Regions from separate parts of the Mus musculus genome. Here region 2 is linked to region 1. Evidence: chromatin contacts called from public Hi-C data. All regions are on one chromosome and are shown on one strand. The core of a region is the stretch at or near the end of the contact, and the rest is flanking DNA. Distances in the headings are between cores, read along the strand shown. Region 1 overlaps Astn1 (astrotactin 1). Region 2 overlaps Astn1 (astrotactin 1).

What was found. A called contact is a pair of places that touch in the nucleus more often than the background predicts.
Region 2: a contact with region 1 is called in a Hi-C map of the N1E-115 cell line, with 3 times the contacts expected there. The contact joins two enhancer-like sites. A contact is called at or near these places in 3 of 484 Hi-C or Micro-C datasets (the N1E-115 cell line, cortical neurons and neural progenitor cells).

Annotation. Positions count from the first base shown.
Region 1 is chr1:158,520,765-158,526,074 of GRCm38.p6, forward strand. The region is part of intron 8 of Astn1 (astrotactin 1); the gene reads left to right. The region is part of intron 1 of Gm37679 (a long non-coding RNA gene); the gene reads right to left. Among named protein-coding and RNA genes, the nearest start is that of Mir488, 18 kb to the left of the region's middle. Within about 2 kb of position 1,432, at least 6 of the 459 cell types and tissues checked have an H3K27ac peak or open chromatin away from gene starts, as enhancers often do. A contact at or near this core is called in the N1E-115 cell line, where this site is marked.
Region 2 is chr1:158,637,545-158,643,297 of GRCm38.p6, forward strand. The region is part of intron 16 of Astn1 (astrotactin 1); the gene reads left to right. Among named protein-coding and RNA genes, the nearest start is that of Gm37679, 86 kb to the left of the region's middle. Within about 2 kb of position 3,842, at least 2 of the 459 cell types and tissues checked have an H3K27ac peak or open chromatin away from gene starts, as enhancers often do. A contact at or near this core is called in the N1E-115 cell line, where this site is marked.

The DNA.
Region 1 (5,310 bases), core at 182-2,681:
TGGGATCTGAAAATGAAGCTGCCTTTCTCTTCTTTTCTACTCCACCTCCATCCTTCATCCTCCATCCTCCAGCCGTGAGAATTTGTCAGGCAGAACTTAGCTGCCTGACACACGTGAAGCCACATAGACTCTGCAGTAGCTCTTGGAGCTTGATGAGTCCTTCAAATGACTGACGAGTGACTGACACGAGTCAAAAAAAAAAAATTCCCAGCAGCACTGTCAGCAGGGGTAACATACAAGACCCAGGAAGTGCTTGGCACTGAGGAAGAGCATTTGTGCCTGTTGCCCAGTTACCATTTCTTTGTATGTCTTTTATTTGACCACAACTACATGTGACTTCAGAAAAGTAGCTACTTTATCAATTCCTTTTTTTTTTTTTTACATTTTTGAGCGTTTGTATTATAATAAAACACAGAAAATAAATTTGCCATGTTAGTAGATTTTAACTTTATTATTGAATGAAATTAAGTAAAGTATATCAGTAGGGAGTCATCACTACTATATGTATTGTATTGTGATGATTTTTAAAAGCAGTTTTTAGGGTCTTGGTTTGAATTCTGAGAGCTTGCTTTCTGCATTAAGCAAATGGAGAGAAGATTCAATAACTGCTAACTAATAATAGCAATCAATGGGTTAGGGAGAGTCAGAAGGAAATCAAAGCAAAGGCATGTGGGTGAGTGATTGATTAGACTACAAAGTAGATCAGTGTTGGCAGCCTGACAATGTGAAAAAACAAACAAACAAACAAACAAAACAAAACAATGTCATTTCTGACATTACCTTAGAAACTCACTCTTGTGTCAATAATCAGCCCCCTGTACGTGATCCTGATGAGACCAAACCTCGAATATTGAGTGCAGCTCTGGACTCTCAAAGCAATAAATATGGTGACAAATGGGTGAGAGTTTGGAGAAGAGCAATAAAAATGATTGAGGAGCCCAAGAGAGTGATTTATGATAAGGGGTGAGAAGAACTCAACTCTGATGACTTAGCCAGCCGATGACTAGTCAAGGTGTGATAGATGTCCATCGCTGTGGAAGAGGGCAAATGTTCTGGAACCCAGTTGAAGTTGAGGGATAAGGACAAGAGTAAATGAAGTCAGGAAAAGGAAATCTGGATCACGGGTCAGAAAAGTTAGGGAAGTTCAAATGCCAGGAGTTTTTTGTGTTAGTGAGAATGAAGAGTGCCTTGGCGTGTATGGAATGCGAGCTTTTATCAGTTAGGCAACCCACAAAGTAGAAAGCAAAGTGCTTAGAGAAGAGAGTAGAGGATTGGCTAATAGATGTTGTCAAATTAGGTATCATATGAATATAGAATAGCATTCACTGGTTAAATTCTGAGTTTTCCCCTGACTGTCATTCCCACTGAATTGTTTGCACAGTTGCTGTGAAGCCAGCCTTTTGGCTTATGTGATGACTGAGACTCTTAGCTGACCGTGACTCTTACTGAGTTAAATGTTGTAAAAGGTGATGGATAACCACCTCTCTATCTCACAGCCTGCAATCTTGCCGCTGAAGAAAACAACTACTTGATATCATTTCACGTTTGCTCTAAATGATCCAGCCTGGCCCCTCTGCCTGTGATTGGATTTGGTGGTTAATCACTCAAGCTTCCATATCCCTAGCCTTGTAGACATATCGTGTGAGGATGGGCCTGACTTCACTTGGTAATTGTAAAGCCTTTGTTATTCCCTATGGCTGGATGTAGAGACAGTCTTAGGATGCAGACAAGAGCCTCAGGGGGAAATGGTAGATGTGCCAGCACTGCTGTCCTTAGGAACAAAATAGACTAAAGCACTGAGCTGCAGACTGAGGAGAACATTAGCCCCAGGAAACAGACAAAGACACCTAATCTGTCATCTCCATCTCTAACTTCCATTATTCTCTGATCATCACTGTCTATGAGGTCTCATTGTGGACAATAATAAAATTATAGAACAACTATTAGCAGGATGGAGAGGAGTGAGTATCTTGAGGACACAGGAGCAGGAGTGATAAGAAGCTTGAATATATATTTATAATATGACGCCAGACAAATGGATGCAGTTTTCCTCCTGAAATAAAAACGTAAGTGAAAAGTAGAAGATGCCATACATTGTGATTTAAGTCAGGGTACCAAACTAATGTAATGTTTCTTTAGATGATTTTCCCCAAATTAATCAAAATTGGTTTGAATGTTGAGACTATCATTTGAACTGAAAACTGCCTGACAGATTTCTAAATGATGATACATATTAGAGCGTTATGGGAAAATCAATGGTGAGTCTGATTTTCCTGGAATTTTCATTTAATGTTCTAGAAGGTGAAGGTGAACAGCCCACATAAGGAGTGCTTATGCTTTCCTCTTAACATTCTGATATGGCATATATTAAGCCTGCAGTAAGTTTCTTCTAGGCAGAAAACCCAAATCCGTGTCCACTAATGGTTGAAGTCATTTGTGAGAAATTAAGGTTGATAAGCAAGGGAAAAGTGGCAAAAAAGCATTTGTGATTTCCAGAGAAAAAAGAAAATTAATCAAGGACATTCATACAAAAAGTTACAAGTGGATGTTTCTGTGTGAGGAAGGTGAGTTACATCTGAAACTCTAGGCAGCTGCTGCCTGCTCTAGCTCATATAGTCCTCTGTGTGTGTGTGTGTGTGTGTGTGTGTGTGTGTGTGTGTGTGTGTGTGTGAGAGAGAGAGAGAGAGAGAGAGAGAGACAGAGAGAGAGAGACAGAGACAGGGACAGAGAGACAGAGAGAGCTTGTAATTATGTTTGCGTATATGTAAATATATACTATCTGTATGACTGTGCAGTGTATGAATGTGTGTGAGTATGTGAGAGTATGGGTGTAGGTGAATATGTAGCATCTGTATGATGTACAGTGTATGTGAATGTATGTAAATATATAGTGTCTGTATGATTGTATAGTGTGTGTGGGTGTATGTAGAATATGTAGTGTCTGCATGATTATATAGACAGTGAATGCATATAAATAGGTAGTATTTGTATGATTGTACAGTGTGTGTGTGTGTGTGTGTGTATAGGAATGAGCCATTTTGTTTAAAGAGTGGCTCTCGCCCTTATGTTCTATTATCTACTCTTCAATTCATTTATGCTTTTAGTAAGTGCTCGTCCCATTACTCTTTAGGTGAAGAACATGTGTGGTTGCTATGCCTAAAAACAAGGTGGAGTTTCTATTCTGGGATAAGTAATAGTCCACATAGGAAAATGGGCATGTAATAAACAATTACAAATAGTTCTAAGACCTACCAGGAGAAAGATTTTGATCAAAGGTCAATGAGAGCAGAGCTAAGTGGTGGCTTAGATAAGGTTGACGAACTGTAATAGAGTTTCATAGAGAAGCCAGGTGGTTTGTTTGTTTGTTTTTTGTTGTTGTTGTTTTTTTTCCTTTTTTCAAGACAGGGTTTCTCTGTGTAGCCCTGGCTGTCCTGGAACTCACTCTGTAGACCAGGCTGGCCTCCAACTCAGAAATCCGCCTGCCTCTGCCTCCCAAGTGCTGAGATTAAAGGCGTGTGCCACCATTGTCTGGCAAAGCCAGGTTTTCTAATTGTTCTATTTAATAAGTAGAGACATGAGGAGCATGGGTTTACAGGAATGGTAGATAAGTAGTTTGATTTAGTTTAAAAGTCTTTTGCACATGGCCAGGAGAAAAAGCTAAAATTGGTAAAAGCTAGCACAATGGGTAAAAGCAGACAGATAGAAGAGAATGGCTGAGAATTAGAAAGCCTATGTCTAAAGTCTATTAAATAAATATATTACAATAATTCTGGTACCCCAGTCCTGCCAGAAATGCCCAGTAGAGAGCAAGCTGTTTGAGATATTCGTGTACTGATCTACATGGTAAAGCCAGCTACTCCAACTTGCACAGTTGAAGGGGTCCAAGTGGAAGATTATAAAATAGTAGAATTCATTGCATAAAAGAACATTTTCACTGAAAGTAAAATTAGTTTCACAAATACTTAAGGAAAGCCATGGATAATGGATTTTTAATGGGTCATTCAAACAACATAAGATGTTTGAAGATACATCCTTGATCTTTGATGCTGGCAACAAAATCAAGCACTCTTGGTCAGGATGCTCTATATCATTCAATTGCCAGGGATAGTACCCAGGGCTGAAGCATCGAAACCAGTGCTATGGTCTCTGTGTCTTCTGTCTTCCCTATGGGACTTTCCCAGGTAATTTTTTGCCCTCCCATCACCGTGGCTTCTTGACATAGCCTGAGCCTGTTGGAGGTTGCATTTGATATTTGTTTGCTGGAACAGCAAAGACAAATTGAAAATGTTCACCGATGAGAAATGAAAACAGCAAATGAGCGTGGAAGAAGCAAGAGAGATTGATTTACATGAGAATATCGGAGAAGAAAAGAGACATCCAAATTTATTTAGATACTTCAGAGTTATTAAGAAAGGCCATAATAATGGTTTTTGTTAAATTAAAAGTGTACTCAAGGGCCTCTAGATACATCTTTCAGGATACCACAATTAGATTAAATTCATGCTTTTGGAGATTCCTGGTAAATAATAGTCTGATTACTTATTCTGGCATCTCGGCTGCAGAGGACAACACCAAGGAGATTCTCCAATAGAGAAATATAAAATATCACTGGGTTTCAGTGCTGAAGGATAAAGACAGAGTGATAACTCATGAGATGGGGAGAGAGCTGCTGAGAGAAATGACCAGGTGTTCTTCCAAGGATTTAAAAGCTGTTGTCAGGAATGACCCTGCTCACAGGACATCTCCTCTTCTCATGGTTGCCCAGGGAGATGAGCATGTAGTTCCTTCTACCCTGCCTTCAACTCTGGGTGAACCATGCTACCAGCGCAGCCCAGGTTCCTTCATATCCAAGTATGAAACACACACACACACACACACACACACACACACACACACACACACACCCTAACTTATTTTCGATATGCTTTAACTCAATAGCTGAGCTCTTCTAAGCCTTCCTCAGTCCTCATGCCCTTCTTTTCATTCCCAGCTCAGCACCATAAATCTGCCCTCAACTCAGTTGATCGCTAATCTCTCACCTGCTACTCCAGGCCCAGTCGAGGAAGCAACCAATCGCCACTCCGCCCAAGATCTCTCATGGACGATGGCTCTTTCTCCCTCCAAAACATGGTGAAATCCTTAACACTCATCTGCTAGCCTGTCTGTGGGAAAACTCTAAGTCCTGCCTATTCCACCAGCTTATTGGCCACTAGCATCTTTATTGATCCATCAACAACCAATTGGGGAGCAGGTTCTTCAGTGTTCACATGCTGATTCCCAATCAAAACGTCAGAATTACCCCCAACATGG
Region 2 (5,753 bases), core at 2,592-5,091, 120 kb after region 1:
GCCCAACAATCTTTTATGTTTCCATATGAAGGACTGTGCATCTGAAACCCTGAAGAACACACTTTAATCATATTCAAACCATAGCAGAGACCTACGTAAGCAGACAGTTGAATGGGTAATTAGCAAGACCAATAAGTAACCACTAACTCCCTTATTGGTTATCTTAGCTACTAACTTGGGCATGTTATATCAATAACAATAATATCCCTTATTTTTCCTTGGCAGAAGGCTATGGGAAACACACAGATACATTATTTAGTATTTATACTAGTTCCACATCTACTATTGTTATAAGAATTCTAAGAACTAGCACAAAAATTACTGTACCATCTTGTTGGATCTAATGATAAAATTTTTATTCCAACATTTGAGTGAGAAATCAATAGTGCACTCTGTTGGTATGTACTCACACTGGAGCTGTGTTGGGAGGAGAATATGTACCTTTATCTGCCCCTCCTTATATTATCTATGTTCATCTCACTGGAAGGCTGTGTATAGGAGTGCTGCCTTTTCTCATTCCTCCATCAGACCTTTTCCTTCTTTTTTTTTTCCCTCTCTCCTTCTCCATCTGTTTGACAAGATGTCACTGTGGACCCCAGACTGTCATCAAATTCCATATGTTACCCAGGCTGGACTTGAACCTGATATCCTCCTGCCTCAGCCTCAGCCTCTCAGTGGGTGGATTGCAGGCACATACTCTTCAGAGTCCTTTCTTCATAAGAAAATGAACTTAAGTAATTGAGAGGATTTCTTCTCTGATCAAGAATGCTTTTGACTCAATTGGTCGCTAATTAGGACAGAAGACACAGCATTTTTGTCTTGTAAAATCCAGGAAGCAAATTAGCTATGGTTTATGATACAATCTGCTTCTTCTGACAGCAGTAACTGTGCAGATCTAGCACAGCCTCCTGGTTGGGGGGATCCTTTGGTTACTTCAGGAACAATTCAGGCCAAGGTCATCAGAGCTGAAATCAGTGGCTTTGAAACTTGTCCTATTGTACGTTCTGGAACTCTGCATAAATACTTAAAAAAAAACATCTCCACAAACAGTGGAATTGTTTATTTTCATCAAACAACAACTTGCTGAAATCCTAAAATACCTATCCCACAATTTAACTGTATTTGTTAGAAAAATGTTTATAAGAACTTTATAAGGTATTCTGGCAATATTTAATAAATTATAACTCTTGTCCAGAGTGGTGAATCTCAACACGTTACTTGGAGCCTGCTTCAGTCAGTACCCAAAGGGTTCCTGATGAAATGCAAATACCCAACTAATTTGCCAATCGTGAGCTCAAATTTAGCTTTAAGGGACACATAGAACTCATTCTGAAATGCCTACCGTGTGCTGATACCCCTAAGAAGTGGCTCCCCAGCTTCTACATGAACAATACTTCCGGTTAAGAGTTTGCAATCTCCAAGGCTGTCTAGCCTACTTTGTAAAAGTTGAAAATATTAAGTCACTCTTAAAGTAATTTTGTGTCTTCCTTTAGCCTACCTTCCCCCAGTGGAATAGGTTCAGTGCTTCTCTGTGTGTATACCAAAGGATCTCGTGTTATTCTAACACAAGCCCTAGCATCACTTTCAGGTTCCTCTCTAGATATTGTATCAAGGTTCATTGTCAAATGAGCTTTATTTCCTTAACCATCTGGCATTTTCCTCCACGAACACTGAGAACCATTTCTGGCACCAAGCAGTTACTCAGTGCAATCCGAAGCACCATAAACTCATCTCCCTCTTATTTCCTGCCTTTGGTCTGAACTCTGCTCTCTGAAAATATGCAGAAAACGTGTGATCGCTTTTTTCTAGGCAATAACCCACTAGATATCTAAACATATCTAGACAACCCACCAGCGAGCTGCTAGGCCCCACTGCATTCATGCTAAGCTCATCTCCTTCAGATGTTGTTCATGTGAGCACATTTCCCAGTATCTTGCAATTTTAACTGCCTCTCCCAGGATGAATGTGACTCCACACTTGGTCCATCAAAAGGTGAGCCAACTTCCAGTGTAGGGTTTTCATGGCAACATGTCCTACCCTCCATCATCTTCATCAACGTATTCTCTTAAATATGCTCTCATATTCATCTGCTGTCTCAACATTCAGGCAGTCCTAACCATTAGCCCTCTTGTTTCATACCACTGGGCTGCTTCCACCATTGACACATGGTTCTGAAAACCAGTCTGGAAGCTCTTGAGTCTCTCTACTGGTTTGGCTTAGAGCCCTGAGTAAAGCCGTATCTCATAATGAGAACTTCATTGGGGTCGAGAGAGGCAGCCACAGAGACCAGGGGACCTGAGAACAGAGGGTACAGGTCACCGAGAGGTGAAAGAAGCGTGGTCCACTCAGCACTTTTTAGAACTCAAGAGACGAGGACCAAGAGGTGAGAGGACTGTGCAGAATCCCAAATCGCCAGCGAGAGGCACAGTGTATTTGAGCTTATGGCTCCAGCAGGCAGAGAAGCAGCATAAATTTCAGCGAAGCAGAGCTAAGTGGCAACGGACTTTAAGTTCTGTCATATATAGTTAATTTGCAGAATAAATTGGTCAGGGCAGCAAAAGGATTTAACATCCAAATTCATTTGAAAAACAGAAGCTAGATGAGTATCTAGAGGAAAATGGAAACCGTTACAACATTCCCTTGCTGGCTGGAGTAGTATTATTATTGAATAATATTTTTATTAAAAATTTCTAGACCATTTGGTAGTTAAGGATATTTATAACCAGCTTCTGCAGCATCTTGCTGAAGCTTTGAATATCACACCACGGAGCTGAGTTCACTCCGGAGACTCTCCACCTGCAAGTAACTCATGTAGGCTGTCCTCACTCAGCCAGATACTCCACAAGCAGCCCCGTTCTTTGACCATAGAGCCAGAGCAATCCGTGCTACCGTATCAGGGTTGCCCTATTTCAGAACTCTCCAAAGGTTCCCTGCCCTGTGCTCCTGCCCAGGCTTAAAGGAAGATAGACAGGCAGATGCACACAGTAGGTGCAGGGGATGGGGAGGAGTCAAGGATGGATCAAGAGACAGGCATCCTCTAAAGTGCAGAGCTCATCATGAAGAAGCAAGTGATGGACTGCTGAGCTGAAGAGCCAAAGACACACACACACAGGTCTCCTGCCTGGGAATAATGCTGGGATGTGGGCAGAGGAAAGCATTATTAATTCTATTCTATAGGTGGGTGGATCCTCAACTTTAGTTGAGGTTTGAAGCTAAAGCTGGAAGCTCCCTTTCGTCTATAGGATTCTGATTCTTTCTGCTTCTCGGGGCCATTTTTTTTTCTTCCTTTGAGAGTATTCTTGGATTTTTTTTTTTTTTTCGAGACAGGGTTTCTCTGTGTATCCCTGGCTGTCCTGGAACTCACTTTTGTAGACCAGGCTGGCCTCGAACTCAGAAATCGGCCTGCCTCTGCCTCCCGAGTGCTGGGATTAAAGGCATGTGGCACCATGCCCAGCTCTTTTTTTTTTTTTTTTTTTTTTTTGTCTTGGATCATTCTCAACAAGGACCCCAAAAGAAGAAAAACACTTGACCTGGAAATATTTCCAGGGTATGTCTTTGTTTTCTCAGTTCAGCCTGTGAGGATTGGAAAGCCTACATCCACACACACACCATCAGACACAGGCATGGAAGCTTTCTCCTGGCTGTCTGCTGAACATGCCTATCCTGGATAGTCCTGTCTTCCTGCTAATGGAGATCAGAAAATAGCTAATCCTGCTGGTGCTCATCATTTTCATCTGTCTCCTGGCCCTGTCTCTCTTTGCCCCTCCCTCTCACCCATGCCACTCTGTCTGTGGGGAAACAGCAGGGATAATCAGACCAGTTCAGCGTATCCCAAAGGCTGTGACTCTGAATTTCTGTGTCAAGTTTATTTTGACATTGACAAGAAGCTGCATGCAGCTGCTGCTGGGCCACAGGATGGTGAAGGAGTCAGAAACATGTTTCCTTTTTCCAATGCTGTGTGCCCTGGGAGGAAGCCAAGGGGTGGCCTGTGCCCAGATGGCCAGTAAAGGAAACATCTCTAGCTCTGCATCACAGGACTCACATTGTTAAAAGTGGGACACGGTAATGGGTTGACTAGAATTCAGGCCTATCTGCTACCTCATCATGCTAGTTGATTTGAAAACAGTGTTTGCAAAAGGAACTATGTTAAGATGGGATGATCATGGATTTAAGATAGATTGTATAGCCAATGGCTAGCATATAAGGGAAGAAGCCGATTTGGTCATAGACTCACAGAGAAGGAAATCTTGTGACAATTGAGGCTAAGATTGGCATGACAGCTTTTCAAATCAGGGGATGAAAATAAGTGCCGGATCCCCCAGAAGTTTGGAAGAAGCAATGATGGCCATTTTCCCAGCCTTCAGAGGGAGCATAGGTTGGCCCGCACTTTCAGTTTGCACTTTTGTCTTTTAGGACAGAAAGGAATGCATTTTTTATCACTTAAACCACTTGATGATGCTTTGTAAATGCAGACTTAGGAAACTGAGAGTCACAACCTGGTAAGGGAAAACCTTCGTGACCTTGGCTCAGACTTTCCTGACAGGCAAATTAATTAGAAATTAAAGAAATGAGGCTATGGGAGACAACTAAAAAGTAGCATCGTACAACATTTTAAAGTGTCCATACCTGACATCTCACAGCACATACAAGGAAGTCTTATGATCTAGCTAAGGGCCAAGATTGTTCGCTCAGAACATCAGTGCTGGACTCTTTGGACATGCACTGGGTACATCCCTTCTATGGAAGTAAGTGACAAAGGGTCCACAAAACCAAGTGCAGTTGAGCATATTTCCTGGGTGTGTCTGTGCAAGATTCCAGTATGTATGAGGGATTATGGGGGCAGGACAGGAAGGGGAATGAAAGAAAGGAGAGGGAAAAAAAGCATCCCTGTTTCTAGGTCTCAGTGACTATGGCTTCAGCCCAGCCTCCCACATTCTCATCCCCATGGGGACAGTTAGCAAACCATTCTGGATAATCTGGCTAAGGTTTAAATTCTTTTTTTTTTTTTTTTTTTTCAGATTCATGTTGTGCTTTTATTTTTTTTTTTTTTTTCATTTTTTTTATTAGGTATTTAGCTCATTTACATTTCCAATGCTATGCCAAAAGTCCCCCTTACCCACCCACCCCCACTCCCCTACCCACCCACTCCCCCCCTTTGGCCCTGGCGTTCCCCTGTACCGGGGCACACAAAGTCTGCGTGTCCAATGGGCCTCTCTTTCCAGTGATGGCCGACTAGGCCATCTTTTGATACATATGCAGCTAGAGTCAAGAGCTCAGGGGTACTGGTTAGTTCATAATGTTGTTCCACCTATAGGGTTGAAGATCCCTTTAGTTCCTTGGGTACTTTCTCTAGCTCCTCCATTGGGAGCCCTGTGATCCATCCATTAGCTGACTGTGAGCATCCACTTCTGTGTTTGCTAGGCCCCGGCATAGTCTCACAAGAGACAGCTACATCTGGGTCCTTTCGATAAAATCTTGCTAGTATATGCAATGGTGTCAGCGTTTGGATGCTGATTATGGGGTGGATCCCTGGATATGGCAGTCTCTACATGGTCCATCCTTTCATCTCAGCTCCAAACTTTGTTTCTGTAACTCCTTCCATGGGTGTTTTGTTCCCACTTCTAAGGAGGGGCATAGTGTCCACACTTCAGTCTTCATTTTTCTTGAGTTTCATGTGTTTAGGAAATTGTATCTTATATCGTGGGTATCCTAGGTTTTGGGCTAGTATCCACTTATCAGTGAGTACATATTGT